6 separate regions of the Mus musculus genome follow, and all the other regions are linked to region 6. The links are chromatin contacts, called in public ChIA-PET, HiChIP or PLAC-seq and Micro-C maps. All regions are on one chromosome and are shown on one strand. Each heading gives the region's core, a stretch centred on a gene start, on an enhancer-like site or on the middle of the called end of the contact. The rest is flanking DNA. Distances are from core to core; before and after follow the strand shown.

Region 1 (4,818 bases), core at 1,543-4,042, 450 kb after region 6:
ATGAGGCAAGAAGGGGATGGCAGACAGGCGTGCACAGCCTCGCCCACAGTGCTTTCTGGTATAGATGCAGCATTTAATGTACCAAGGGAGGGACCAGCCACTGCAGGCCAACACAGAGCATACAGATCTAGAGGTGGGGGAAGCAGATCTCTCTACTGTTCTTGAATAATGTAACCCAGGCCATGAAATGCCATTTTCCCTCTGTGTTCTCTTAAGAGGTCTGGGGATATATCTCAGCCAGCAGTGTTTGTCCTAGCAGGAACACAGTCCTGGGTTCTACCCTTAGCACGGTATAAGTTGAGTGTGGTGGTGTGTGCCTGTTATCCCAGCACTCAGGAGGTAGAGGGAGGCATAATCAGAGGCTCAAGGTCACCCCTGGCTACAATCAGGTTCAAGGTCAGCCAGGGGCAGCATAAAACTGTCTCAGGAAAAACAAAATAAAACAGACAAGTTAAAATACAGAATTAATTAAACAGAATATATGTTTCCTTAAAAATTCCTTGTCATGGGCTGGTGAGGTGGCTCAGTGGATAAGAGCACCTGACTGCTCTTCCGAAGGTCCGGAGTTCAAATCCCAGCAACCACATGGTGGTTCACAACCATCCCTAACGAGATCTGGAGTGTTTGAAGACAGCTACAGTGTACTTACATATAATAAATAAATAAATCTTAAAAAAAAAATTCCTTGTCATATTCTTGGATCAAGTTCCTTGGACCCTTTTATTCTTTTTTAAAAACTGCTAACTCAGCTATGTATGTAGCGGCACAAGCCTTTAATCCCAGCAATTAGGAATCTAGGCTAGCCTGATCTAAGAGCAAGTTCCAGGACGACCAGTGTTAACCAACTCACTACTTCCCCCTCCCCCCCCCAAAAGCTCTTATTCCAAAACTTGTCATATCACATGGTCTAAGAACATTCAAATAAAAACTCAAAAAAAAAAAAAAAAATCAGATGTTAAAGTTTACTCTCTAAACATTGCAGCCACACAGTACCATGTTTGTCTATGTTCTCTCTAACATAAAACCACGTTAACACTTCAGTAGCCGCCACACCATTTGGCAGAGACAACTGTGAGGCTGCCAGATTTAGCACTGTGGATTATTATTCTATTATGACTAGCTGTAGGAAGCAGCAGGGGTTGGAAGAACCAGTCCAATCTCTGGGAAGTGCCAAACTGGGCAACTGAGGCTCTGAGTAAGTCACCGCAGTTCCAGGGCCTTCTCCAGAATTAAAGACTGGACCCCTTTATTCCCACTTAATATACAAAAATATCTCATCCTCAGGGAAGCCAGCTAATGAAGTCTGTCTACCACTACACACGGGCCACACTCTGAAGCCCCAGCTGCTCCCATCCCTACTGTGTGGGGTTAGCCACTTACCTCTCCTGTAGCTAAGGCTACAAAATTATCCACTGTTTTTGGAACAGTCTTTCCAAAGAGTCCAAAGACGACTCGTCCTACAGATTCATCTCCAATTTGTAAATCAAAGTATACCTAAGGAAAGTGAACAAGTCCAAGCTTAGCCTTCACAGGGGCCTTGGTAGAGGAGGGCCTGAGGAGTTACCCCATGAGTGAGAACAAAGCCTAAAGCTGTGGCTGAGTAGGGCAAAACCTTTGTACAAATCCAACAAACAGGCTGGAGAAACAGCAGCTGTTAAGAGCATCTGCTGCTTTCCCAGACCCTAGAGCTTCTGTTCTCAGCACCTAGATGGTGGCTACAACCATCTGTACACTTATGAAAGCTCTAGTAGTCTCCAACCCCAGTACTAGGGAGTACGAAATGGTGGGCCACTGCAGATAAGCCGTCCACCACTGAGCTAATAACCCCAGTAATTAATCTTGCTAAATTGTAGTCTCCCTCAAGTAGCTGGGAGTAATATATGCCACAGCACTTGGGTCCACCCCAAGAAAGGATTACAGACTGCCTTATGGCTTAGAGGAAAATTCGGTTGCGGCCAAGCCTGAAGACCAGAGACCAACGTGAATGGACTCCTGCAAACTGTCCTCTGACCTCTACGGTTGCACTGTGGTACCCGAGTCCCTCTCCCTACTAAGTAAATAATGTAACATTTTTTAAAAGTTTTCGTTCTCAAGACTATAGAATAGCAATCTGTGCTCTTTAAATGATTCCAGATTATAGAAACATACATTAAAAGGGGGACATACACAGGGAGATACACTGTGCTTGCAAGTTTAACTATATTTACTGTGTGTGCTACAAAACACACTAAACTGGAGAGACCATAGTAAAAGATTCGGCAATTCTGATCCATCACCATTTCCCAGCAATGCAGGGGATGTGCAAAGGGACCGTCCTAAGGATGTCCGTGCTGGCCGAAGCTGGGCATCCTGGGTCAGGGCGGGGGGCTGGGGGAGTCTGGGTTATTCTCTAGTCTGAGTAGATAGGGCGAGCCTGGCTTCAAGAGATCAAAGTCGACCCAAGGAAGAACTGAACAAGAACAAGGACGCTCAGGTCGGAACTACTGGGCCAGACCCGCTCCGGCTTGAGCCGGACCTAAGGCGGCGGAAGGCAGGCCTCGCTGGTGAGGGGAGCCCAGACCTTGACTGTGACTTTAGGTCCCTTCTTCTTATCGTTGGCCACGGAGGGTCCGGGCAGCAAAAGGAAGACGACGGAGCCCACGATGAGGGCGGCGGCGAAGAGCACCTTCATATTGCGCTCCGAGAGGCGCAGCATCCACCGGCAGCAGCAAGAGCGGTCGGGCAGCCCGGACCGGAAAAGGGTGTGGACGCGCAGCGTGCGCGTGGCCGCCCAGGCGTGGGGTGGACCCGGGGCCGCGGGCGGTCTCGTAGCGCCAGGAGCGCGCCACGTTCTCCCTGCGCAGCGACGCCGAGTGGTAGGCGCTGCCGGGGGCGGGGCTGCGGGTGGCTGCCACGTTACAGCCCTCTGATTGGGTATGTCAAGGCGGTGCGCAAAGGCAGCGTTGGGATTGGTATCAGAAAGAGAGACTACGCACCCCAGCGTGCCTTGCGACCCCACCTGCCCATCCAACTTTCAGACTTTTGTCACGGCGTGCAAAGACCAGTCGCTGCCAAATTTGGAGGTGGTCTTCAGAAGACTGGACACACTTAACCTTAGTACTAGGGGTTGAATTTAGCGGTTGAGCGTTACAGCATAGCCTTCTATATCTTCTATAATGCCTTGCTTGGGGACCGGGCGTAGTGGCTCACACCCGTCATCCCAGCACTGGGCAGGGTGAAGTAGGATGGTAAAAAGTTCAAGGCCAGCCTGGGCTACAGAGTGACTACTAGTTCTTTTTGGACTAGAGTGAGACCTTGTCTTAAAACGAACACGACCAGTCATGGTTGCACGTCTCTTTAATCCCAGCACCTTGGAGGAAGAAGCAGAAAGATTTCTGTGAGTTTAAGGCGGCTTCTATGTAGTTAGTTTCTGGCTATTAAGCATAATATAGTAACACCTATGCCCGAGAACAAAAAAGGGGTGGAGTCGAGGGGTGAAGAGATGGCTCAGTGTTAAGGTTCTTGCTCCACAATCATGAGGACCTGAATTTGGACCCAGCTCTAAAAGCAGATCATGGCCATACTTTATGACTCTAATCCTAGTGCTGTAGTGGTGCTGGACATAGGCGGGTCTGGTAGCCTTGCTTGCTTCCAGACTAGTTCTTTGATTGAGGTAGAGATCCTGTCTCAAAATGAAGGCCCAGAATGATAAGAGCTCTACACATAATGTGCATGCATTACACACACACACACACACACACACACACACTGCTTCCATTTTTAGTTTTTACTAATTTACTACTCATCTTTGTCTTGGAATCCTGTGCTTAACTGCTGTGTGCGCCTATGAAAGGATGCATTCTGTTGGATACTTTGGTATTTATCTTTTCCTTTTTACAATGTCTCATTGCATGTGAGTGGGTAGACACGTAGTTACCTGCATGTGGAGGGAGTTTATTCTCTCCTTACATCACAGGGACTCTGAGGGTTGAACCCATGTCCTTTGGCTCAGAGGCAGCAGGCAACTTTACTGAACCTGAGTTATCCTACCGGCTCCTGGTGTTAAATTTCTTTTCTTCGCACTTTGTTTTAGGAGAATGAGCCCTTGCTGCACATAGTCTTTACATAGCTCCCCTAGCCTGTCTCCAGGGCTCGGTGCTCAGCAGGTATTGGTTGGGGTGGCTTCACATTAACATAGAAGTGGAAAATAACATATACAAAGGTCTGTGGCTGACTGCCTTTTCTTTTTCATAGCTGCAGGTGCTTCCATGGGCTGTTTTCGGTTGTAACACACACTTGGTGTTGCTCCATTCTATAGTGCACACACTTTGGCGTTTGGAGTCTTACACTGTGCTGATTCCAGTGATATTTACCCTATAGGCTCGGGCATTTGAATGCTTGATCTCCAGTTGTGCTGCTGTTTGGGCAGGCTTAGAAGGTGGGGCCTTGTTGGAGGAAGCTCATCACTTGGTAGGATATGAGGTTTCAAAGCCCTGCACTATTCCTAGCTAGTGTTCTGCTTCCTGCTTCAGGTTCTGGATATGAGCTCTCAGCTGTTCCTGTTGCCAGGCAAAGAGGCAAGAATAAAACTCAGCTCGGCATGACCTAGCCAGGCTAGTTCGACTTTCTGGGGTCTGACACCAACCAGTGTAGGTTTTTCATACTTGAGTAAAACCTTGGGGGGAAAAGTTTCCTTGTGACAGCTATCACAACAAAGCTTAAGGTGTGCCTGCAGTGGAACTCCCTTGCAAAGCACATGTCCTTTGCAGAGCACTTATGTCCCTCCTTCCACAAGAACAGGCTCTAGTGACTGACAGGCAGTGCTCAGAACAAGAGCCT
Region 2 (4,825 bases), core at 1,550-4,049, 370 kb before region 6:
TGTTTGAAAACAGCTTGTCACAGTCCCTGTCGGCTTGCATGAGATATTTCAGTCATGAGACCAGAAAATTCCTCTGCCCATCCCAACCTTTCATTCGAGTCTCGCTGTAAAGGAGAGCTCCCTCTAACTCAAAGTATATCTTTATTCTCGTTCAAAGGAGGCCATGACCAGGCTGGGGTGTAGCTCTGTGATAAGTAGGTTCTATGTATGCTACAGCCCCAATATTGCCACTAGTAATAAAAAAGAAAAGTTAGGATGATCAAGTCACTTTTGATTTATCTAGAACTATGTTTCAAAAATACATCTATTGGGCTGGTGAGATGGCTCAGTGAGTAAGAGCACCCGACTGCTCTTCCGAAGGTCTGGAGTTCAAATCCCAGCAACCACATGGTGGCTCACAACCATCTGTAACGAGGTCTGACGCCCTCTTCTGGAGTGTCTGAAGACAGCTACAGTGTACTTACATATAATAAATAAATAAATCTTTAAAAAAATACATCTATTGATTGATTGTGTCTATGTGTTGGTGTGGATATATGTGTATGCACAAGCAGTTGCCATAGCATGTAAATAGAGATCAGAAGACAACTAGGGGAAGTTGGCCTCTTCACTGAATGGGTTTGAGAATTGAACTCAGGTTGTTGGGGTTGGCAGCAGGCACCTTAACCCACAGAGCCATCTCACCAGCCCTAGTCCCTGGGCCTATATTAAGCTATTCAAAGAAGAAATACCTAGTATTTGGATCAGCCATGAATTGACTCACTTTTGCCTTTGTGATCTAGGAGTGACCTAGGTCAACTGTTTCTTTCCAGATTCTTTATAGTTTGAGTTAGTCCCTCCAGGGTGGAGTCTAAGAAGAAATTCTGGTAGATGACTTGAGGCAGAATTCTCATCCTTGGTGCAAGGAAGGGAGCTCAGGTGTGGAGTGTGGCAGGTATGAATTGGGACTTAAGCTTTACCCTTAAGATCTCCAGTCCCCAGTCCCCAGTCCCATGGCTCTACTCACCCTGATCCCTCCTGCCTGCAGTTTTTGACATTGCTATTAACCATTATCCAGAATGTTAAGTGAAAAACTGTAGATATAAACTGTCTATGAGTTTTAAATTACTTTTATTACAGTATAGTTATTCTCTTTTATTAATATCTTGCTATGCTCAATTCATAAGTTAAATTTTGTGATGTTTATATATTGGTCAGATACTTCTAGGTTCATGGTAGCATTCCATCATGATAAGCCCATTATATGTTAAAAGTGATTTTTAATAACAGCTGACCCTGCAAACGAACATCATGGTTTAGCTTAGCCTATCATTTTGTTTAATGAAGCCAAGTTGGAGTTTATTAAGACATTTTAGCAGAGATATAAGCAACAGGCATTAGCGGGGAAAGAGGTGCTTAGGAAAAGGACAGCACATGCCCAGGAGTGAGCACGAGCTGCTTCTTCTTCTTCTTCTTCTTCTTCTTTTTTTTTTTTTTTTTTTTTTGGTTTTCTCGAGACAGGGTTTCTCTGTGTAGCCCTGGCTGTCCTGGAACCTCCCGAGTACTGGGATTAAAGGCTAAGAGTTACATGGCCTGGCCCGTTTAAAATGTGGGCAGTCATATGACATACTATGTCTGCATCATAGTAAAGGGTGACTGTCTTCTGTGGTTTATTGCATGTCTGTATCTAAAGCCATCAGTGATACGGTATACTGGGAGTGCTTGCTCACATCCTCACAGCAGCCTCTCTGACAGCGAGCTGTATCGTGCTACTGGGTGCTGCTGCTGCCAGGTATCAAAAACAGGAAGCACCCCCCCCTAAAAAAAAAGACAGGAAAGGATCAGAATTCAAAATACCACTTCTATTGGGTACATATGTCTCACACTATGATGGTCAGGGGCTGTCTGTAGCTAGGGTTTGATACTGTCAGAGTTTTCAGGCATCCATTGACTTGGGATGATTCCCTCATGAGTAAAGGCTACTATGGCATCACACACAAGCTACTTAGCCTGTTGGAGTCTCAGGTTCTTTATTGCAGGGGATGAGAATGCCATCGATAATGCAGTTGCATCGTTTATGTCACTGTGCTCATTACACAAGTGATTTTGGCGTCAGAAGTTCATATTATCTGTAGGCTGACTTACTATAAATCAAAACCAATAGGTTTCTGTTGTTGTTTGTTTTTAAACATTATTCTTTATTTTTCTTCTACTTTGTTGAGAGCAGGGAACTACTGTGTAGTCCAGGCTAACCTCAAACTCATTGCCCTCTTGCTTCAACCTCCTGAATGCTGGGGGTTACAGGCATGCCCATCATATCTGGCTAATATTATCATTGTATATGTTTGATAATATTCAATTCCAGTGAATGAATCATCAAAACCCTTAGTGTATTTAGTGAGAATTTCAATCTTGACCCAGTGTAGTTCATCTGCTGGGAGGTTCATCTGCTGGGAGGTTCATCTGCTAAGGGGCAACGTGAACCGGGAAGGAGAATGAATACTATGTTGTCTTAAATTTTAAGTCAAATTTGTTTATAAACAAGAAGGAAAGTTTTCCCTTGCTATGCTTTCCATTTGTGACAGGCAGGTGACACTTGTTTAGTGCCACCTTTCGGGGAAATAGTCCTGCAGTAGCTTGTGCAAACAGCTTTCGAGCAGGCAGTTTGACATCGTAGCTTCCTCATCTGTCTTAGTTCCTGCTTCTGAAGACACCCAAGTGTGGAGCAGGCTTTGCAGCCAGCCTGGTGTTAGCCTGGAGCTGCTGAGCACCCAGCACTCTCCTTTGCAGTGTACTCGGTGCCTGGCTCAGTATCCGGCTTCTGGAGGTGCCCCAGTCTCTGTAAAGTGAAACCTTGACATTTGCCCTTTCATTAGTCACAAAAGCATGTCTTTTATATTTGCGTCAGCAAAACCTTCCTGTCTGCATCCTATGAAGCAGCCGTAGTGTGTTCCTGTCTGGTGTGCTGAGACCACTTCCCACTAAGGCTGCAAACTCTGAACAGGGCTAAGCCGGCCACTTCTCAACTTAAGTCTCAGTCTCTGAATGTCTGCTTAAAGCCTTTAGCCTGGAGGCCAGTAAATGTATATCGCTTACCCAAAGTAGATTGAATGTCAGCTTTCCAGAATGTGTGGGGTTTTTTGTTTGTTTGGTTTTGTTTTTGTTTTGTTTTTTGCATTCTTCTGTCATCCTCAGAATTCCTGCCGTCCTATGTTGGTGCTCTCCTGTTGCCCACACGCCCAGTACCATTTTCCTTCATGCTCTTTCTGCTTGCAGACCATTTACAGCTCTAGCCACACCATCATTGTGCTGTGTTTCTTAATGCCTTTGCATCATGGTCATGTGTGTTTCCCACCCTAATGACTGTGCTGGGCCAAACTGGGAGCATGAATATTGTGGCCACTAGATTAGGAAATCCTGCCCCAGGCTTGCCTGCGTACATCTTGAAATGACAGTGAGTCTGTGTCAGATAGTTGTGTTTGTTTTCTGTCACTAACTTAGGGTTCCAGTGCTACCAGAGCACCTTGGGTAAGCCACAAACTAGGAAAATGAGCTTGACATTGGAAATCAACTTCAAGTGCAGAGGTAACATTTTCAAGTGATGTTCCTTTTGCTTTCAAACAAACAAACAAACAAACAAACTCTCTCGACTGTATATATATGAAATCATTCTGGCTGTCTTCCCCAACAAGTAAAAGCTTAGAATTCTCCATGCTCTGCACCCATGAATTTACTTTAAAATAATATGTGTGCCTAGTTCTGTTTTGTTTTATTTTGTTTTAGGTTTAACATCCCCTTGTTATATGGAATCTTAGGAATAGAAAGATAAGCTAAAATATATCAAACAAGCCAGGTGTGGTTGCAAATGTAATTCCAGCACTCAGGAGGCTAAAGCATGAAGAACATGAATTTGAGTTTGAGATTGTCCAACCCCAACTCCTTGCCCCCATCTCCAAAACAAAACAAAACAAAATAAAACCAAAAACACCCCAAAGTAACTTTTGTCCTTTATGTGGAAGTTAAATACGATCCGCAGGCAAGCAGCTTTTAAAAGCCAAATGAATTCACTTTATCAAAGATTATACTGTTGTCTTCTTCTGTTCATAGCTGATTCGAGTAATTGGATAAATTATAGGATGGCAAACTTGGAATTATCTGAGCTAATCACAGCTAGGGATAGACTGGACGAATAGTGTCTACAGATGATGTCTGCGTGCATGGGTCCTTTCATACAGAAGCCACAAACCACAGATTCTGCAGGGAAGCTGGTGCTTAGCCTTCCCTTTGTCTTCACACATTCTCTTGCAGGTGGCAGCAGGTAAACTGGAAGTATAGGATTAGGAAGTGGGAGACAAGTTTGGGCAGTCGATAGATAGACAATGTATGTAGCTACAGCTGCCATAGTTCCTGGGAAATAGCTGCTGCTCTTTTACTTCTGATTAATTCTATTTCTTTCCCATTCCCACTCTTACCAGCTATGCTTCTGGCCAGCTCACTTCCCTGCGGAGTCTTGATAACAACAGAAATACTAACAAATGGAGAACTGACTCCCCAAATGCAGTCTTCTCCTTCACACAGAGTGAGTGAGCTGGTTCTTTGGCATGGCTCTTTATTGCCCCATGTAAACAACATGTCTGATGTTGAGATCTTTGCAGGGATAGCCACCTAGAGCTGCTCTAATCCAGAATTTTAGGAATATTCATATTGAGTGCTGTTTCAGTTACAGTGTATGTAATATTTTCCTCAGGATTACTTAAGGCAAGAATAGCGTAAGAGTGGGCACCAGTTTCAACTTCATGGTTTTGAAAATCCTCCCTTACACCGCCCTAATGTAAGCTACTCTGTG
Region 3 (5,154 bases), core at 27-2,526, 410 kb before region 6:
CAAAGTGCTATTTCCTCCCTTCCTTTTGCCACCCATTAATTGAAAGCCTCCTGAGGAGTGATAAATTTAAACGCAACTAACACCTACACTTCACAGCACCTTACCAAGTTTCAAAGTGCTTTCACACTCAGTATTTAATTTTCACTACAACCTATGAAGTAGTTTGTTTTTCATTCGTCTTTACAGATGAGAAAACTGAGACGTGTCAAGCCTGTGAGACTTCACACAGCTGTGAAGTGGCTTAGCAAAGACTAAATCCAAATCTAAATCTCTACATCTTCTATGGCCAAAGTTCCCGTCACCTGTCTCAGGTGGCGCTATTTTATAAGCTGTTCGTAGCACAAGCCTTCCCACATCTTTCTTCTCTTCTCTTCTCTTCTCTTCTCTTCTCTTCTCTTCTCTTCTCTTATCTTATCTTCTCTTCTCTTCTCTTCTCTTCTCCCTCTCTCCCCTCTCTCCCCTCTCCTCTCTTTCTTTCTTTCTTTCTCTCTCTCTCTCTCTCTCTCTCTCTCTCTCTCTCTCTCTCTCTCCCTCCCTCCCTCCCTCCCTCCCTCCCTCCCTCCCTCCCTCTCTCTCTCTCTCTCTCTCTCTTTCTTTCTTTCTTTCTCAAGAATTCATCCTCCCGCGGTGCGCGAGGCGGTATCTATGAAGCAGAGCCTCTAAAATGATCATCGCATTTGGCTGTGGCCTGTAGTTCAGAAGGCACAAGTGGGAATGAAATTAGCCCGCTAACATCACTCCTTGAGCTCTATAATTGAAGGGCTGTGGAAGGGGGCCTAGGAAATGGGCGGGAACGGGAGAGGCTGGGTAATACTCTGCAGCTAATTCACAGACTTCGTGAACCTTTGCATCTCCAAAGAAAGCTTGCCGAGCTCCGGGTTCAGGCAAGTAGATGAGCGAACTGCAGGACTTAGATTCCGAGGTCTTGGATTTGAAAGATGCCCATAAACAAAGAAACAACAAAGTCAAGTTCCCTTGGCAAAAGAAGAGGAGTTTGAAACGAAGCGTCTTTTCCCTGTAAGGATGGAAAGTCTTAACACACCACCCTACATCACTCAGATTTGTTATCCAGGGAGGTTGTTCGGACAGTTTGGGCGAGGCACGCCCGCGGCTCTCCCAGAGTACTACAAATCCCATAAAGCCTCGCGGGGCGGAGGGTGATGACAAGGCGCGGGCAGATTGGCTGGGACGGGGAGGAGCGAGCCTGTCGCCTCAAGAGGGTGGGGCGAGAGGCGGGGCGGGGCGCGGGTGGCTTGGCAGACACGCCCCCTCGCCAGAGGCCCCCCCTCCGCGCTGCTTTCCACCGCCTCCTTGCTCTTGGCGGTCAGAGAGGGCCGGAGTGAGAAGATGGCGAAGACGTACGATTATCTGTTCAAGCTGCTGCTCATCGGCGACTCCGGCGTTGGCAAGACCTGCCTCCTGTTCCGCTTCTCAGAGGACGCCTTCAACACCACCTTTATCTCCACCATCGGTGAGGGAGCGGCCGCGGCCCGGGACGGGAGCTGAGACGAGGGGGGCGGGTGCCTGGGGGCCTGGGAGAGGGCACGCGAGGGCTTGGCGACCGGAGAAGGGGACCCCGAAGGGCCGCGGAGAGGGCAGTGAGAGCCGGAGAGGCTGAAAGGGACGGATGGGGATGCGGAACTGCGGACGGACGAAAGGGAACCGGAGCAATCGGAAACCAGGGGTGTTGGGGACACGAGGGGGCTCCGGGGCGGCGGCGGCAGCGGCGTCCCAGAGGGACGGAGTCGGGGGAACACAGGAAATCGTACGGAAAGAGAAGGAGGGGAGGGAGAGTGAATACGAACGTGGGTTAGAAAGACAGGAAAGAGGAAGGAAATGTGAAGAGGGAAATGAAGGTTTGAGGACTCAAAGAGGGGCTTCAAATGAAGTAAAGGGGCAGAGGACACCAGGGACAAGAGAAGTGAGACTAGGAGGCGGTCAACAGGGAATTGAGGGGAATGACTGACTGAATGATCAGGAGGCAAGCGATAAAACGACATTGACTCTAAAGGTGTGAACAGAGATGCCAAGAGAAAATGCAGAAGATTGTAGGTGGGAGAAGGACTCAGGAGGACCCGAGGGCGACTTGAGGCTACTTGGTGGAGAAAGTGAAGGCGAGCTGAGTGTTAACTAGAAAGGAGAAGGGGAAGCAGGGGATGCAGTGCAGGGGTTGAGAGATCAGAGAGGAAATGGAAAACGCGGGGCTCAGGACTTTCCCTAGTAACTGGGAACGCTGGTTTCCATTTTCTCTTGACATCTTTGAATCGAGATTTAAAAAGTGACTAATGATGGAGTAATGTCTACGGGGTGTTAAAAATCTTTTGAGTGTTTATAGGAATTAAAGGGGCTGGGGACTTTGGGAGATGATGTGGTTAGAAGAAATTTATTGTTCACCGCCTTATTCCGTGTCTTGGGAAGCAGCAGTAAGTTTCTCAACTTTGTAAATTCTTGAGCTCGTGTAGTTGGTAACATCCAAGCCAAGTGATTGACTGTACATTCCGCCTGCCTCCCTGTGTAGTTTCCTTTGATTCTAATTACTTTGTAGGTGAATCATAACATACTGTATATTTCCCAATTACTTCTAATTGACTCAAGAAAAAAATTTCTCACTCTTCACTGGGAGCTGCTCTTGTATCTTCAGTAAAAGACATTGTGTGCAGGTAAACAGGATCTTTAAGTTGTAAACTGAAGAACACATCAAAACTGCTTTTAAACCTTCAGTAGGATGACCTTAACATTATTTCCTTTGTTAAATAGCTGCAGTCCAGTGGCCCACTCACTCATCAGCTTTTTGGTTGTCTGGCCTCTAATACTAGCTTATTTAAAGCATTTTTCAAATGGCTTTCCAGGTGATCCACAAGTAATGGGGAACTAGTGTGTTGACAATAAGTATGTCAAAGGGGCTGGAAAGTTGCTATGGTGGTTAGGAGGATTTGCTGCTCTTACAGAGGACCCAGGTTTGGTTCATAGCACTCACTTGGCACCTCATACTGCCTGTAATTCTAATGGAATACAACACCCTCTTCTGGCCTCCGTGGGGACTAGACATTTACATGGTGTACATACATTTATGCAGGAAAAAAACCTTGAATTAAAAACAAAACAAAATCCGTGTTTAAATATTTGTGGCATTTGAAAATAGGTGACATTTTAAAAGTAGGTATCGAGCACTTTCCAGTGTAAGTATTGGTAAAGAGTCTCCATGGTTTATTCTGATTTTTTTTTTTCCTACAGACTGAATGGAAATTTGGGTGTTGTGATATCTGGGCTGAAGGAAGTTTGAGTTGCGAGTTCTTGGCAGTTAGTCTTGAGTGGGACTTTTCTGAGGAAGCAGATTTTAAATGTCATCTCCCTTCTCGAAAGTGTATTTGTAAGAGACTTGGTGCAAGCTGGTACAGCTGCTAAAGGACATTCATTTCTGGTATCAGTTTCCAAGCCCCAAAGGACTCTTCTTCAGTGTTGACTGCATGCTGCAGCTCAGCTTGGAAAGGACAGTTCCTAAGAAGTTAAGGGTGGGGGACAGTGTCTGTTCCACGTGCAAACTTCTCAGAACTTTCCTCCTGCTTCAACTTTCACAACTGAGTAAGTCTGGGGCAAGAGAGACGGCTCAGCAGCTAAAAGTACCTGCTGTTCTTCTTGGGGACCCAAGGTTAGATCCCAGCACCCATAGCAGGTGGCTCACAAATACCTGTCAGCCAGCAACTCCAACTCTAGGGCTCCTGACTCCTCTTCTGGCCTCTCTGGGCAGCTGCGCTCACACGTAGACATCTCCCACCCAGGCGCACACATGGGCACATAAACTTTTTTAAAAGGAAAAAAAATGAAAAGAAAGTGACTAAATCTCACTAATACAGCATGTTAAATTCCTTGGATTCCTCGGCAGTAGATTTACCAGCGCCCTACTCCCCCCACATTTCTTGTAAGGACCTTTTAACACTATCTTTTAAAAATCACTTTTCTTGGCTAAGGGTTTAACTGAATTATATAGTATATGCTTAACATGGACGAGGCCTTGGACTTAATCCCTAGCCACCCCACCCCAACAGATCTCTGTGTGTGTGTGTGTGTGTGTGTGTGTGTGTGTGTGTGTGTGTAGTGTATTACATTTCACACTTTAAACGTTACATTTAAAACATTAAAGCAGGTACCCTTCGACAGCTGAGATTAGGAGGTATATATACATGGTGAGTCTCATGTGAACTCTTGGTCTTTGTACCTTCTGTGTGGTGAATGTGGTGAATATAGTGTCAAGCTATGTCTTCAGTTGATAGGAGGAGGGAAACTCCCATATCTTTTACTTAGCCCCAGAACTCCAACAGGAAGTGGTAGCAGACAGCCAGAGAACTTATATACCTGAAAGCAAAATGCTGTGTAGTTGCAATTACGCTTGAACAGTCGGGTGAAGTTCACACTACTCTCGAGAAAAGTTCCACAGACTCCTGACTGGCCACAAGCACAGTTTCTAGCAGCAATGTCACTCCCGATAAGCTCCACACCACACCTCCATTATGAAGTTGTTTCAGTGACAGTTGGTGACCCTTCTTTTCCTATCATAATTTAAGTGTCCATTTGTGTAAAGTCCTGGGCTTTACTGTGACTGAGCTTGACAAGGTCTTCTTGTAGTACTGCTGACAAATTTGATAAGCACCACGCCCCAGGAAAGAGCTCTTCTGAGGGCCTGTGTTTGTGTGTATTTGGCAGATACATCCCATGTCTGCCTTTTACTATGAAGATATGCTTTTGCTTTAATTGTGCATTGCTAGTGTTTACGTGTTTAAAAACAGTTCTTTTGTCTTTAGACTGTGGATGGGGGATCCATGAAAGAGGAGACAGTCATTTTGAGTCTAGGTTCAGTTGTCTCAGATACTCTTCGTTTCTCAAAGGTTTGCCACTTGGAGTCCTTCCTGTTCTTTGGCGTGACAAAAGGTAGCTTTTCTTTCACGTGGCTTTCTGGAACTCTTTTAGTCTATTAGTCAGATAATACTTGCAAATCATGAAGTAAAGCTGAGTTAGTCACTTGAAATTACAGGCCTAATGCCTCAGGCCAACTAACTAGCTCAAATGTTGGAAAAATTAAAAAAAAACCAAAAACTTTAGATTGACTCCAGCCCCTTCCCTTACATAATCATAATTAACAATTAGGTGAATATTTAT
Region 4 (4,722 bases), core at 434-2,933, 360 kb after region 6:
CAATTTTGAGAAGCTGAAAACCACATATCAGAGGCAAGGCACATGACTATGCCTTTTGACCCGAGACTCAGGCTACCTTGCAAAGATGACACCCATCTGGATGTGAACAATCCTCCCAAGGGGGCCCTGGGAATTCTCCTTCCTACCCATGGCCTTAATGGCAAGCAACACTCTAGGAGGTAACATAGACCTCCTGGGACCCCACAGAAAGGGACCTCCCAGTTACCTTTCCAGTTTACTCTCTTCCTCAGAAGTCAGCAGGCTGAGGAAGTGATACAGAGCACTCCCATCCCACGGTATCCTTGCTGTGGACTGGGGTTTGGGGTAAAAACTTAACATTGAAACAAAAGTCTGAACCCACTGGGATCGGGTCTAAGTCACTTGTTAGACAAAAGGAGAAATCTGAGGTCCAGAGAGGGAAAGGGACCTTTCCACCATGGCACAGCTAGGCCATCAAACTTCCCAGGGCTTCTCTTGATACCCACACAACTCCTCCATGGATGGCTCAGGACTGGAAAGCCAGTGGCTTCTGGGAGAACAGTTCCAAGGAGAAGGTGCCCAAGTTTGGCAGGGACAGGCAGTGGTTTGGAACACGTGCGCACATACACACACACATGAAGAATCCTCAGACTCAGGTCTGGGGAAACTGCCAGCAGTGCCAGCAGAAGGGAGGAGACTCTAGCATCACAGAACCCCTTTGGATGATCCCTGATAAGGATGTTGGGGCTCAGAAGGTCAGCCACCTCCCTGAGTTGACATGAGAAAAACTCAGTCTTTTAATAAAAGGTTCAGCTTCTTTGGGCAGCCGGACTGTTTGCCCCCCACATCTAACAGAATAGAAGGCTCTAGAGAAGCTGTCAGGGTTGGCTGGTTTATTCCCTCCAGCAGGTAGTTTGTTGTCCCGGGGCAACAGATACCCACCCATTCCTGACACTTCAGTCAAGCCTCCAAAGACAGCTACTGGTCTATCAATACCATGACTTTAGATGCCAAAAACTTAACCGGCGGGCAGGTGGAGACAGGGAGGGCTTTGAACCCAACTCTGAAGCAGTCAAGGTACCAGCCACTTTTAGTCAACAAAATTCCCCTAGGATGCCAAGCCAGTTAGTTGGGAACTAGTGTCAGAAACCAAAAGAGCTGCCCCCAGCTACCTTTAGATGACAGGGAACCAGGGAGTGTCCCTCCACCTGCCCGCAGCTGTTAGGCCACACTGGAGGTTCATTTCACAGGAAGCAACCTCCCGGGCTGAGGCGGGGAGGAGGAGGTGTGAGCCCACAGAGGCTGGGCTTGTTTCTCTCCTATTGGGGACTTTTGAGGGGGCCAAACTTGATGCATGGTTGTTTCCATTCTCCTGCCCAGATGTCAGGCCTCTGTCCGTCAATCCCCATCCCGTCTCTGGGACCAGAGTGTCAAGCTTAGGAGGCACCCCGAGGTAGTAGTAGCCTGCAGACTGGCCTCCGGGTGCCGTCCCAGCGCACAAACCACAGAACGGCTATATCCTAGACAGGCAATGCCCGACCACCCCAGCCACTGCTGCCGTCGAATCCCGCGGCCCGGGCGCTACTCACGGCGAAAGGCTGCGCTGCATGTGCGGAGAGCTGGACGTGCACCGGGGCGCGGCGGGGTGCGCGGCGCTCCGCTCTGCTCTGCTCCCTGCGCCCGGCGTCCGCCCGCAGAGCCGCCGAGGAGCAGAGGGGGCGGAGCGGCCAGCCCGGTCCCAGGCGCCGGCTGGAGGCGCGCCCGGACACTCGGCCCGGAGCTCGGGGCGCCCCCTGCTGGAACCCCCGCGGGACCGCCCCGAGGTGAGGACTTGGATGCTCGTCCCTTCCCGCCCTGTCTCTCACATGCTGTGCCACCTGGAACGAATCAACTTGAGTAAGCTAATGATCAACGCACTTCACAACCCAGCACAATTGCCAGAAAACAGAATTTCTCTGCCCTTCGTCCCCACCCACGCACACCCTGACTGATCAGATTCTCTGGGGACCTCGCTCCACACAAGGGTAGGAAGCTCTCATGTGCCCCACTCATTCCCGGCCCAGCTTGAAGACTGCCCATATTTGCCTATTACCACGCCAACCCTGGCACCATTCTTGAGTGTAGTCCGTGTATCACCATTAAGCCTGTCTTAATGAAGGACTTGGGAGTTGATTCTCCCTTCCTTTTGCAAATTATCAGAAGGAGAAAATATCAGTGGTAGCGTTGGTGGCTGGAAACAAAACTGAAGTTCAATGGTCTCCATTCAAGACCAGAGACATTTTAAGGATGGCCACCTAGAGCCTCCAGCCCTAAGTCACTGTGACAGCTAACACTGTCAATGTGACTGGATTTACAATCAGGAGATAAACCTCTGGGTATGCCTATAGGAATTTCTAGATTGTGTTTCCAGAGCTTTAGTGAGACCAGCCCTAGATGTGCACAGCAATGGTCCACGGGCTGGGGTCCAGGAATTAAAAAAAAAAAATCGGTGAGGAGAAACTGGCTAGTGAGGGCTGCTCTTCTCTGACCATTGCTGCAATATCTGGGACAGCCTCCGGGAAGATCCCAGACCTTTGCGTGTGACCTTTCAGATCTGTGCAGTTTAGAGGGCTCTCTGTGAACAGAGAACCAGGATTCACCTCATATTTCTCTCTCCCTCCCCCTCCCCTTCCCCTCCCCCCCCTTCCTGAGGCTGGGCACAATGTACCCAGCTGCGCCACGCTCCTGCTGCCATGATGGACTATACCCTATACCTTCTAACTGTGAGCCCGTTCTTGAGTTGCCTCCCCCACCCCTTGAGTACTTTCTCACAGCAACAAGAAAAGTAGCACAGATCCCCCCTTAGGGATCCTCCCTAGAGCTAAGGATGTAAGATTCTGAGTCATGGGTGTAGTCCAAAGTCCTGCCCTATCATCCATGTGTGGTCAGCCACCAGAAAGTGGGAACAACAACCCTTCTGGTAGCTTCCAGTGAAGTCCTGAGTAGCACTGGCGGAGGGTGACATGTGAAATGTGCCCAAGGAGCACACTACCCCTCAGCCTTTTCAACACCAGGAACCCTGAAAATGCCACTGAGTACCGCCCAACTCTCTCATTGTGTCTTGAACAGTCTCAGGGAAGATCCCAGACCTTCACTTGCGTGTGACTTTCAGGTTTGTGCAGGTTCTGGGGTTCTCCTCAGAATAGCATGCTAGAGAGAAGTAGCTACCATCTGATGGCTTCTGAAGTCAGTGGACAGAGGGAAGGACACACACACACACAGTGGCCACCACAGTAGCGAGGTCCCTCATCCTCCAACCAGCCCCAGATACCTCCTCCCCCATTTTTAAGTCTGTTGCTGTGTGACAAACCATCCTAGCCTTGCTGATACAAAACACAAATTTCATTATGCTCCTGCATTCCTGGAGTCCACTCTCTTAAAGCCACTCTACTCTGAACCCTGCCACCTCAGTTCAATTCTTTCTTGTCATTTTCCCTGACCATGTCGTAACTATGATTAAGGTTCACTTTCAACAAGAGCAAAACAACATCTTGTCCATTTTGATCTCCATAGATTGCATGCTATCCCAAACCTAATTACTAAAGGCATGCTAGGTTGAGCACGTAAAAGCATGTTAGGTTGAGCATGTAGGTAATGGCACGGGAAGAAACCACAGCTGTCCTCTATCCTGTAGGACTTTCTGCAACAGAACATATGACAAAAGCCACATAAGGAAGGAAGTTCGTTTGGTTCACAGTTCAAGGGCATGGTCCATCAAAGCAGCAGGGCAGCAGGCAGCAGGGGCACGAAGCAGCTGATCACACACACACACACACACACACACACACACACACAAAGAGCTTCCTCCACTCTCTTTTGCCTTTTTACTCAGTCGGGAACCCCACGCCCATGGAATGGTACCACTCACATGTAGAGTGGGTCTTCCCCCTCAATTAACCCAGTCTAGAAACTCTTCTTTCAGTGTGTGTCCTAGATGATTCTGTCCTGCCAAAATGACAATGGACATCAGTTATCACACCCCCAAGAGAAGATACTAGATATGCTGATAACCTGGCAGGGTGGCATGCACCAATCACGACACCCAGGAGACTCCAGGCAACAGAGCAAGAACCCATCCTTTAAAAAAAAAAAAAGATTTATTTATTCATTATGTATACAGCAGTCTCCTGCATATGCCTGCATACCAGAAGAGGGCACTAGAGTTCATTACAGATAGTTGTGAGCCACCATGTGGTTGCTGGGAATGGAACTTAAGACCTCTGGAAGAGCAGCCAGTGCTCTTGACCTCTAAGCCATCTCTCCAGCCCAGAGCCCATCTTAAAAAAAAAAAAAAAAAAAAAAAAAAAAAAAAAATCCAGAGGGGCTAGAAAGCTGGCTCAGTAATTAAGGCTGTAATGTTCTTTCAAAGGGTTAGCATTTGGTCCCTAGCACCCATGTTGGGCAGCTCAGCTCACAAGCCCTGTCATTTCAGCTCTGGAGGACTAGTGTCCTCTTCTGACCTCTGAGGGCATCTGCACTCACGTGTGTACACACCAACACAGACATCTACAATTACACATGATTAAAAATACAACAAATCGGGGCTGGCAAGATGGGTCAGCGGTTAAGAGCCCTGACTGTTCTTCCAAAGGTCCCGAGTTCAAATTCCAGCAACCACACGGTGGCTCACAAATATCTGTGATGAAATCTGACATCCTCTTCTAGTTTGTCTGAAGACAAATCTTTTTTAACAATTAACCATTG
Region 5 (5,140 bases), core at 2,440-4,939, 490 kb before region 6:
CTGGGGCTGGGAACATGGCTCAGCAGTAAATGCTCCCTGAGCAAGAGTGAGGACCCAAGTTCAAATCCCCAGGAGCCCACATAAATGCCAAGTGGTTCTCTGGAGGCAGACAAGGGATCATACTGACTGGCTCTGAGTGTGACCGAGGGACCTAACTCAGGAAGCTGGATGAGCAATGCAGGGTGTTCCTAACATCAACCCTGGGCCTCCACATGCATATGCACACATAAGCTCACACACGCGTGCAAAAAAGCCCATACAAGCACATACATACCATACACATGGGGAAAGGATTAATAATAATAATAATAAGAAGAAGAAGAAGAAGAAGATCTTTTTTATCTTTTCCACAGTAAACATTTTCTAGTTAATGTAAAATATAAGTGTATTTAGTGTGCCTGATATAATATTGAAAGCAGATCCCATTCTTACAGGACTTTTGGGCATATAATAGTCTTGGGGGTCAGGCTTTATTAAGCCAGATATCCAAGGAGACGATGGGACTCCATTGCTGCGTGGTAATTGGATGAGCTGAGCCTCAGAACCTTCCAGAGTCTGTTCATATCTAAGTACTTTAACTCAGAAATATTATTCAAGGGGATGAGCTTTTACATGACGGGTAAAATGCACCTTGCCAGTGTGATCAGCTGTTATGGTAGGGTTCCCCTGGGGTTGATGGAGTTGGGGGCACATACATGCACACACACACACACAGACACACACAGAGGCCAGGCACCTGAGCCACTGCCTGGCAGTGTCCCCTAGCAGTGATGGGTCTACTGATTCTAGCTGGAAGGTCGACACCAACAAGCACTAAAAGTGGACCCCGATGGCAGGCCCTTTGTCCTTTAAGGATGTCTTTTTCTCCCTGTGATGATTTCCCTCTTAGGCTTGGGAACAGGAAGGACAGAGTAAATAGCCTTCCCCAGGTCCTTCATGGTTTGTCTTTGATGCGGTTCTCAGGCTTGGACTGTTGCTGTCCCTGTCACCCCAGCTGCGCTCTCTTCTCCCCACCTAAATCCCCTCACGGTGGCCATTGGGCTCCCTTTACCCCCACCCAGCAGGCTGACTATAGCTGTGAAGGATGGAAAGAGAAGCCAGCCTGTTTATGTCTGGATCTAGGCTTCCTCATCTGGTCTCACCGGCTGACTGCAGGCAGTGACTTCATCCCTCAGCGGACAGTGGAGGCCTTGGTAGGGCCACTGGAATTTTCCTGTTTTGCACTGGCAGGTGACTTGGGGAAGGCAGTTTAACAGGTGCAGTCCCTGTCTATTGTGGATGTTAGTGACCAGGATATCAAGAGACTGGAGAGCAGGTTTGCCCCTCCTCCTGCTGGATCTCCCTGCCTCTAATAACCCCTTCATTGCCAAGCTTGGTTTTCATAAGGATGGGCTGTCACCCACCCAGCACTTTCCTGATCCCAGGGAACTGTGTATTTTTTATGTCCTTAGCCATGCTAAGGAGAAGTAGGTCAGATCTCAGACTTATCCCTGCATGATAAATGAGGAATCAACTCAAGGTAAACTGCCAAGGCCGGTGCTCTATGGCAGGTGAGTGGATGAGCCAGGCTTGGCTCCTCTGGAAGCTGCTACCCCCGGGGAGGCTGCAGGGAATCACTCATTCTCATTAAGTCGCCTCAGAGTAGGCAGTGAGTGCATTGTGAGGGGGGAGGAGGGGATGTGTGGGAGGCAGTTTCCATGACTCAGAAAGTCCGGGGATCTTAAAATGCTGACATCACATGAAGTCATTAAGTAGAGAAGAATCATTTCACTGATGTCAAGATCCTTCTGATTCATCTATTCATGCATTAATTAATTCAGTAAGTGTATAAATGCATTGAGTACCACTCCCTGTTCAATCAATACAAGTCTGTATGCCAAAGTCAGTGCAAACCTGGGTTGGAGAGATGGTTCAAACATTAAAGCACTTACTGCACTTTCAAAGGGACTGCATTCAGCTCCCAGCACCCACATAAGACGGCTTATCCAGTGCCAGGGGAATCTGACACCTTTTGACCTCTGCAAAGGTCTGTGTGTGCATGGTGTACTCAGAACTCACCCAGGTATGCGCATACATTTTTTAAAATTAATTTTTTAAAAAATCAATGTAGGGGCTGGTGAGATGGCTCAGTGGGTAAGAGCACCCGACTGCTCTTCTGAAGGTCCGGAGTTCAAATCCCAGCAACCACATGGTGGCTCACAACCATCTGTAACGAGATCTGACGCCCTCTTCTGGAGTGTCTGAAGACAGCTACAGTGTACTTATAATAAATAAATAAATAAATAAATAAATCTTAAAAAAAAAAAAGAACAGTGGAATTTAAAAAAAAAATCAATGTAACCAAACACCAAAATTCACTAAATTATCAACTTGATCAATTGTTGAACAATTAACTTACTGGGGACATTTTTAAACCAAATTTTTAAACCAAATTGTTGAACAATTAACTTACTGGGGACATTTTTAAACCAAATTTACCTCTTTCAGTTATAACAACTTAAATGCTAGAATTAAATTAAATTACTAGCTAGAATGTTGGCTAAGCAAAAATACTTAAGCATTCTTTTTCTACATGAAATACTACATTTTTGATCATTCCAAGCCCTTATCTAAAATTGTTTTTACTGCTTCTGAATTCTTTTTTTTTTTTTTTTTTTTTTTTTTTTTTTTCAATTTTCGAGACAGGGTTTCTCTGGGTAGCACTGGCTGTCCTGGAACTCACTCTGTAGACCAGGCTGGCCTCGAACTCAGAAGTCCGCCTGCCTCTGCCTCCCAAGTGCTGGGATTAAAGGCGTGCGCCACCATGCCCAGCTGTGAATGGTTTTTAATTATTTCATTATTTAGTTTATTGCTTTATTTACTTATCTGTTTATTTGGGGCTCATGTCACTGCAGAAGTGCAGAGGTCAGAAATCTAACCCCCAGTCCTCTGCAAAGACAGCAAATGCTCTTAAGTGTTAAGCCATTTCTTCAGCCCTCTTCATTTTAAAGGTCTTAAGGCATCTTCCAATAATTATTAGATGGTGTTTCTGGGTTTTTTTTTTTTATCATCATAATAAGTCTACAGGGTTACTTATAACATCACCATTTTACAGTCTAACCGAGGCATTAAGTACTTTGCACAAATACTCCAGCTGAATCCGATTTCCAGGCTGTCCAGCTTCAAGCTCACACAAATCTTTCTACCTCTACCACAATCTAAGTGCCCTCTGTGATCTATTACAAGGGCAGGACATTTGTATCTCAAAGTATAGCGAGAGAATTGAGTGAATGGTACAAATGGAAGCCTCTGGCAATGGCCCAGCCTCTGAGGCAGGAGCTTTTCTGTAGTAAATGTGGAAGTTGATGAAGTGTATGTGTGTGGGTGGTATATATGCACGCCCTTGGAGCCCCTGGAGCTGGTGTTACAGTTAGGAACCTGCTGACTTGGGTGCATAGAACCAAAATCTACAAAAGCCACGCTTTTAATCACCAAGCCATCCCTCAGCTGACTACTTTCTCAAGCTCATTCATTCCTTGGAGATCTGCTGCAGCAAAGAGTGAGAACACGCATGGGGAGGGCCTACCCAGTTTAGGAGAAGATGGACGAGAGAGAATGAGAGAGAGGTGGGTCACAAGTTACTCAAGCTTCCTGTGGCTGTCCATATTGACCTTGGTTTCAGAGGACCGTGAGGCACAGCCTGGAACACCGAGGGCACTGCGCCACCTGCTGTTCGCAGTCTGTACTCATCTGATTCTTGTCTTGCCCACATGTCTGGCAACCTCAGTGAGTTAAGCCTTTTTTTTTTTTTTTTTTTTTTTCCTTTCTTTTTTTTTTTTTTTTTTTTTTAAGTTAAGATTGGGAAGAGTGGGGGCTGGAGAGATGGCTCAGCAGTTAAGAGCACCCGACTGTTCTTCCAGAGGTCATGAGTTCAAACCCCAGCAACCACATGGTGGCTCACAACCATCTGCAGTGAGATCTGATGCCCTCTTCTGGTGTGTCTGAAGACAGCTACAGTGTACTTAGATATAATAAAAAAAAAAAAAAAAAAAAGATTGAGAAGGGCGATTCCTTGGTAGAAGTAAAAAGACTTGAGTAACTTTTATAACCATTTGTGAGGCATATGACCTTTGGGCAAGGCCTTTAGCGTTGTCATCCTTGTCTCCTCCTCCCCCTCCCCCTCTCCTCCTTCTCCCCCTTCTCTTCTCCTCCTCCTCTTCCACCTCCTCCTCCCCTCCCTGTCCCCTTCTTCCTCCTCCTCCTCCCCTTCCTCCTCCTCCTCCTCTTCTTCCTCCAAGACTGTATAGCCCTGGCTGTCCTGGAACTCACTCTGTAGACTAGGCTGGACTCAGACTCCCAGAGATCTGCCTGCCTCTGCCTCCCAAGTATTGTGATTAAAGGTGTGCACCGTCACTGCCCGGCCTGGCTTTTAGCTTCTTAGAGTAGTTTCTGTGTGTAAAATAAAAACCACAGGAATATTGTTTCACCCTAACATTTAGATGAAATGAATGCTCAGTTTCTCGTTATTTTACTTTATTTTGAGACAGGGTCTCATGTAGCCCAAATTTGTCTCAAATTTGCTTTGTAACTGAGTATGACCTTGAACTTTTGACCCTCCTACTTCCACCCTGCCCTGAATGAAGGGAAGAAAGGGGTAGGCTTTCTGAACAGAGCATTGATATAACTGACACCAAGAACAACAATTAACAAATGGGACCTCATGAAGCTAAAAAGTGTCTGTAAGGCAAAGGACACCATCTTTCAGACAAAGCGGCAGCCTACAGACTGGGAAAAGTTCATTCTTGGCTTTTAACCTGTGGAGCCGTCTCACCAGTCCCTGATTTTATTTGATTTGATTTGATTTTTGATTTTTTTATGGAAGAAAGACTCCCTAATTAAAATTGTTTCTACCATCTGCATCCATCTGAGAGTTTCCAAGATTCTGGTTCACAAATTTCAAATCACTCCTTTCAGGCAAATGAGCAATTTAAAACCAAGAAAACTGGAGTGGTCTTTTCTCAGCCCAGTTCTACTGGGAGCCGATACACAGAGCAAAGCTAAGAGGCTTGGCTCCCTCCAAGAAGACATGAACACCACAGCAGATTCTGTTTGCCTGGAGATCTTTTCCGGTGTGGATGGCAGTCATCAGACGGTAGCTCGC
Region 6 (4,870 bases), core at 465-2,964:
AACTCTAAGCTTATCCACTGTATTCTACTCAGTGTGTAGTGGCAGATGATGTAATTAAACCAGTCATATGCGCTGGCCCTGGTTGAGTGTCGTGTGTCACACCTGTGGTACCTGCTCAGATTTATTTCACTTCTTTGGTTTACTTTATATGTTTAACCCATTGTAACCTCTACCGTCCCCTAAACTCTCTCATGGTCCTCCAACTGCTGAAGTCACCTCTTGCCCAGGCTTTGGAAAGGCTCAGGTAGGAACTGTTTCCAGAGCATGGGTCTTCTGACAGCCCCGAGAAGATGCCACAGCACAGGAAAGAGGAGGCACATGTGTGTGTGACTGTCACCACTGGGCAGTAGCCCTCAAGGGAGTGGTGGCCATGCCAAGATCATTGGCCATTAAGACTTAGTAGTCTGTATGATGCCAAGATGTCATTGTGCACGTTACCATTCATTCTGGCTGCAGACGAATCACATCCTAGTCCCGCCTCACCAGCTGGGCTCTTCTGTGGATTGTTTCCAGGCAGAGCAAGCCGGGCAGTGGTGGCGCTCGCCTTTAGTTCCAGCACTCAGGAGGCAGAGGCAGGCGGATTTCTGAGTTCGAGGCCAGCCTGGTCTACAAAGTGAGTTCCAGGACAGCCAGGGATATACAGAGAAACCCTGTCTCAAAAAGCCAAAAAAAAAAAAAAAAAAAAAAAAGAGGAGGAGGAGAGGAAGGAAGAAGAAATGGCAGAGCAACAGCCATCAGGGGCCAGTCTTGTAGCCTACATGGGCAGGAGGAAAGGGGAGTAGTCATTAAGGGGTTCTGTGGAGTTCTTTCAGGGGAAGCTGTAGTAGTCTTAGGTTTCCACCAAGTTGTATGCACTTAGAGCAGCTTCATACTTCCAGATCTGCAGCACAGCTTCCTAAAAAGCAGGGCAGCTGGGGGCTGTGTGCAAGCATTGAAACCCATCAGACTTGCAGTTCACTTCCAGTTATTTACACTTCAATTAAGTGTTCAAAAATAGAAACTGCCCACCCTCACATATTGGGGAATGCTATCTAGGACAGATAATGAAACTCTGCAAATCACCCACGAAAAAGAACACATGCACCAGTCTGTCTGTCTCACACACACGTGCTAGCTTTTAAAATAACATTTCAGATGAATCTTATGACAGTTTAGGGTAAAAATGGAGCCATTTGGGCCTTGCCATTGGGGTTTAAAGATAGCTCATCTTTGCAAGGTAGCCATTAGTGTCCTGAGCTAAAGTACCAAGCATGATCCTCAGATTCCACTCACAGTTTGGGGCATGGTAAAAATGACCTCTTCCTAGCAAGGGTGAGCAGAGGAGCCGCACCGACACACTCTGATACCTAACAGCTAATACTCACTGTCCTGCTAGGAGAAAGGCTGCAAGCCCAGGAAGGGCTGTTGTCGCTAATTACCTCCAATGAAAACACCTTAGTAAAAGCCAAGAGCCCTGTGCTCAACACTTATCAGCTCAGAGGAAAAGAAATCCCTTTTAAGGAAAACTTGTAACTTCAATGGGCTGCTCTTCTGCCAGGACTTTCAGGCCCTCTGAACATAAGCCGAACCACAGATGGCTTCGAGTAAGTCTGGATCCTGACACCCGCCCTCCCCACCCCGAGCTTCAGCACCAGTTGTTGGCCAAAAATAAACACCATTCCTCAACCATATATGTCCACCAGTCCTGATCTGGGGAGGAAGCAGGAGGCAGGTCAGACCCTTTCTGGGCATTCACGTGCGGCCACCACTCACCATGCACATAACCCAGCTCAATCGGGAGTGTCTGCTGTGTCTCTTCTCCTTCCTGGACAAGGACAGCCGGAGGAGCCTCTCCAGGACTTGCTCCCAGCTCCGAGATGTGTTTGAGGACCCCACCCTCTGGCCCCTGCTGCACTTCCATTCTCTCGCAGAGCTCAAGAAAGACAACTTCCGGCTGAGCCCTGCGCTGCGCAGCCTGTCCATCTGTTGGCATTCCAGCCGTGTGCAGGTGTGCAGCATCGAGGACTGGCTCAAGAGCGCCCTCCAGAGGAGCATCTGCAGCCAGCACGAGAGCCTGGTTAATGATTTCCTCCTGCAGGTGTGCAACAGGTAGGCCACCTTGCCCCTGAGCACTGTGGCTTTGTTGGCCCTGGCTCCAGGGAGGGCTGGGAAGCACACATTCCAAGAGCAATATGGCTCAGATTGAGACCAAGGCAGACAACCAGTGCCCAAAGAGTTGGGTTAAATCGGCTCACTCTCAGCTCCTAAAAATGCTGCTGTGGCAAATGAAGTTGAGTTCAGCTGGGTTCAGCGGCTCCTTGGAGCAGCTGTCTTCACTGGCAGCCATTAAGGCCTGGTTGGGTTCAGCTGAGCCTGGATTTTCAAGGTCAGGCTCCCAAAGGCATCAGTTGGCTCAGGCCTCTAATTTGGCCAAAAATAAACACCATTCCTCAAACAAGAATGCAGTTACCGAGGCCTGAGAACTGCTGCTAAGGAAGGAGAGCTAGGGTGCTCAGGTAAGCTGAAGCAAAGCCTATGCAAAGTAGCAGTGAGCGTCTCCTCTGGGGAACACACTTGTCCTGCACAGCACTCAGGGATGGATTTCAACTGTCAGGGCATAAGGGATACTCTGAGACATAGTGTGCTGTGCCAGTGTAGGACTGCCAGATCTTAGCAAGTAAGATACACACCACCCAGTTATATTTGAATTTGAGATAAACCGTAATAGGGGATGCCCTGAAAAATCCCCTATTTGATCTTTTGATGCCACACATCCCTCCCTCCTCCCCCCAATCCCTTGCACAGGCTGAGCCACAAAATGGGTCAGTCACACCTTCCTGTGCAGGGAAGCTATGGCCAACATGGCTGTGCCAGCTGCTGAGGAGAAAGAGCTCCCTGCTAGCTAAGAAGCATGGGTGGTTGCTAGCTGCTGCCATCTAGGGTTAGTACCACTGTGGGCTGGCCTCACCACAGAAAGTAATTACAGGGGCCTGCCTTTCACTTGTTCTCTTCCCAAGTTGGATTTGGGCTTGGCTCTGACAAGACCAGGCAAGGCCATTTTGATGGGTTTCACTAGGCTGCAAGGTTATGGGCAGAGTGTGTGTGTGTTTGTGTGTTACAATCCCACAGTGGTTCATTCTTGCTGGAAGATAACCAGGTTTAATCCCTGAAACCAGCAAGATTCGATTTTTACAGGATCTGCTAAGCACCTGTCCCCAGTGTCAAAGAAAGTGCAAAGGTATTGAGTTTCCAGTTCTGATATTGTATAACTGACCTCAGACCAAATGTTTAAACGCCCACCTCATACCTTTCTCTGCAAAATGAGAAAATCTGTATCACAGGACCAGAGGATGGAGTGACAGTAATTTGAGAAAGGTAAAATGAGCTGGGGGTGTAAGAGAGTCAGCTGTTCTGAATTCTTCTGCCTTAGTTGGGTTTCAGTCTAAACCTTAAGGCCAGATCAGGCAATATGCTGAGGGCTTAAATGCACCTTCATAACCATCACGAGTAACTTGCCAAGTCACTTGAGCCACCGGGAGCCAGTCTCCTCATTCACAAAACTGGTGTAGTAGGTGTAGCGTGCATGATGAGGGAGGCATGGGCTCGGCGTGTGAAATGGTACCAAGTCCAGCACACTTTAAATTTAAACCTTCCCAGGCACAAGGGAGATGAGCTGCCCCAGCTAGGTGCAGGCAAGGCACTAAGCGGAGGGTGGTGTGGAAAGGAACCCGACCCTCCAATCCACATTCAGCTCCTCGACCACAGGGCCCAGGCCCACTGGAGGCTCCGCCCAAGGAGGAAGCCACGTGACCATCCTGGGCTCTAGGAAAGTGGGTTGTGCCAGTAGTGGGCTCTGCTCACCCGAACCTCAGTCCTCACAGGTGCATGGCTACACACTGCCCAACTCTTCTACCATACAGAAGTCAACTTTGGTTCAGTGATAGTCCGGTCACATTACAAACTCCAGGGCCTGGCGCTAGCGGCCCTGGCTTTCAGGCTGCTGACCCAAAAGCCGAAGTAACTGTTGCAGGCAACCGAGCTGACGGTCTGACCCAACACTATGGTTTTCAGTCACTAACCACTACCCCAGGAGACCTCTCCGCCCACAGAGTCCCTGTCACGCATGGATCCCAGCCTCGGGGAGGATCAAAGGCACACAGCTGTCCCTTTCAAAGACCCCTGATAATGGACCCCGTAGATGAAGGGGCCGGGGGCCCTGGCTACAGCCCTAGCCCCTCGGACTCGCTGCAGTCTCCTGTGAAGGAGTTCTGCTGCGCCTCAGCCCCGTGTCACCCCGCTCTCCCCACAGGTGCCCCAACCTGACGTCCGTCACGCTGTCGGGCTGCGGCCACGTCACGGACGACTGCCTGGCGCGCTTGCTGCTCAGCTGCCCGCGCCTGCGTACGCTGCGCCTCGAGAACTGCGCGCGCGTTACCAACCGCACGCTGGCGGCCGTGGCCGCGCACGGGCGCGCGCTGCAGACTCTGCACGTGGACTTCTGCCGCAACGTGAGCGCCGCCGGCCTGCTCCGCCTCCGCGCCGCCTGCCCGAACCTGCGCCTCAGCGCCGAACGCAGCGCGGCCATGATACCCGATCAGCCGCCGCGCGCACGCGTGTGCGCTGCCTCAGCTTTCTCGGCTGCACCGGGGAGACAAAGCATGCCTCACCCCACGGGCTCCTACTGAGGATGCGCGCGCGCGCTATTAAAGGAGAGGATGCATGTAAAACTCTGGGTTTCTCTTTAAACGTCTGCCCCGTCGCGGCGCGCTGACTCGCCGTAGCGCCGGGGCTGCTTTCTAAGCTGGCGAGGAACCTGCGAATGGCTGAGGGGAGAACCCGAAATGAGAGTCTCCCTGGCTGCTCACTGCCAGACCGTGCGAGATGCACAAGC

What was found. A called contact is a pair of places that touch in the nucleus more often than the background predicts. ChIA-PET counts read pairs in DNA pulled down with a chosen protein or histone mark. HiChIP or PLAC-seq counts read pairs in DNA pulled down with a chosen protein or histone mark.
Region 1: a contact with region 6 is called in a Micro-C map of embryonic stem cells, with 4 times the contacts expected there. The contact joins the promoter of Ppib here to the promoter of Fbxl22 in region 6. A contact is called at or near these places in 6 of 39 promoter capture datasets (the C10 cell line, cranial neural crest, embryonic stem cells and 3 more), 5 of 484 Hi-C or Micro-C datasets (all in embryonic stem cells), 8 of 115 datasets of contacts at active chromatin or transcription factors (astrocytes, cardiomyocytes, embryonic stem cells and 3 more) and 1 of 9 other capture datasets (macrophages).
Region 2: a contact with region 6 is called in an H3K27ac HiChIP or PLAC-seq map of microglia, with 5 times the contacts expected there. The contact joins the enhancer-like site here to the promoter of Fbxl22 in region 6. A contact is called at or near these places in 6 of 39 promoter capture datasets (the SN4741 cell line, cranial neural crest, embryonic stem cells and 3 more), 5 of 115 datasets of contacts at active chromatin or transcription factors (astrocytes, embryonic stem cells, large pre-B cells and 1 more) and 1 of 9 other capture datasets (adipose tissue).
Region 3: an RNA polymerase II ChIA-PET map of memory CD8 T cells shows a contact between it and region 6, with 851 read pairs. The contact joins the promoter of Rab8b here to the promoter of Fbxl22 in region 6. A contact is called at or near these places in 16 of 39 promoter capture datasets (the 3T3-L1 cell line, the C10 cell line, the SN4741 cell line and 8 more), 3 of 484 Hi-C or Micro-C datasets (all in embryonic stem cells), 13 of 115 datasets of contacts at active chromatin or transcription factors (acute myeloid leukemia, astrocytes, bone marrow-derived macrophages and 10 more) and 4 of 9 other capture datasets (adipose tissue, embryonic stem cells, liver and 1 more).
Region 4: an H3K27ac HiChIP or PLAC-seq map of embryonic stem cells shows a contact between it and region 6, with 6 times the contacts expected there. The contact joins the promoter of Dapk2 here to the promoter of Fbxl22 in region 6. A contact is called at or near these places in 22 of 39 promoter capture datasets (the 3T3-L1 cell line, 3T3-L1-derived adipocytes, the C10 cell line and 15 more), 2 of 15 datasets of contacts at CTCF or cohesin (large pre-B cells and pro-B cells), 22 of 484 Hi-C or Micro-C datasets (the AML12 cell line, B cells, the CH12 cell line and 10 more), 30 of 115 datasets of contacts at active chromatin or transcription factors (the 230-238 cell line, DN3 thymocytes, the SCID.adh cell line and 17 more) and 3 of 9 other capture datasets (embryonic stem cells, liver and pancreatic islet).
Region 5: a contact with region 6 is called in an H3K27ac HiChIP or PLAC-seq map of stem cell-derived neural progenitor cells, with 2.6 times the contacts expected there. The contact joins the enhancer-like site here to the promoter of Fbxl22 in region 6. A contact is called at or near these places in 2 of 39 promoter capture datasets (embryonic stem cells and hematopoietic stem and progenitor cells), 7 of 115 datasets of contacts at active chromatin or transcription factors (embryonic stem cells, fetal liver, memory CD8 T cells and 2 more) and 2 of 9 other capture datasets (adipose tissue and liver).

The regions. Positions count from the first base shown.
Region 1 is chr9:66,058,143-66,062,960 of GRCm38.p6, reverse strand. Ppib (peptidylprolyl isomerase B) reads right to left here and starts at 2,792. Exons shown (of 5, transcript NM_011149.2): 1 at 2,561-2,792; 2 at 1,381-1,494. The coding sequence starts at 2,695.
Region 2 is chr9:66,880,590-66,885,414 of GRCm38.p6, reverse strand. All of the region lies in intron 1 of Rab8b (RAB8B, member RAS oncogene family), which reads left to right. Gm40528 (a long non-coding RNA gene) reads right to left here. Exons shown (of 3, transcript XR_870875.2): 3 at 1,512-1,797. Among named protein-coding and RNA genes, the nearest start is that of Gm40528, 17 kb to the right of the region's middle. Within about 2 kb of position 2,799, at least 114 of the 459 cell types and tissues checked have an H3K27ac peak or open chromatin away from gene starts, as enhancers often do. A contact at or near this core is called in adipose tissue and microglia, where this site is marked.
Region 3 is chr9:66,915,827-66,920,980 of GRCm38.p6, reverse strand. It overlaps Rab8b (RAB8B, member RAS oncogene family), which reads left to right and starts at 1,276. Exons shown (of 8, transcript NM_173413.3): 1 at 1,276-1,471. The coding sequence starts at 1,348.
Region 4 is chr9:66,155,187-66,159,908 of GRCm38.p6, reverse strand. Dapk2 (death-associated protein kinase 2) reads right to left here and starts at 1,683. Exons shown (of 12, transcript NM_010019.3): 1 at 1,569-1,683.
Region 5 is chr9:66,999,875-67,005,014 of GRCm38.p6, reverse strand. No RefSeq gene overlaps it. Among named protein-coding and RNA genes, the nearest start is that of Gm30639, 10 kb to the left of the region's middle. Within about 2 kb of position 3,689, at least 31 of the 459 cell types and tissues checked have an H3K27ac peak or open chromatin away from gene starts, as enhancers often do. A contact at or near this core is called in embryonic stem cells, pancreatic cancer cells and stem cell-derived neural progenitor cells, where this site is marked.
Region 6 is chr9:66,511,437-66,516,306 of GRCm38.p6, reverse strand. It overlaps Fbxl22 (F-box and leucine-rich repeat protein 22), which reads left to right and starts at 1,714. Exons shown (of 2, transcript NM_175206.4): 1 at 1,714-2,088; 2 at 4,289-4,870. The coding sequence starts at 1,754. The coding sequence ends at 4,664. Usp3 (ubiquitin specific peptidase 3) reads left to right here. Exons shown (of 15, transcript NM_144937.4): 15 at 1-1,668.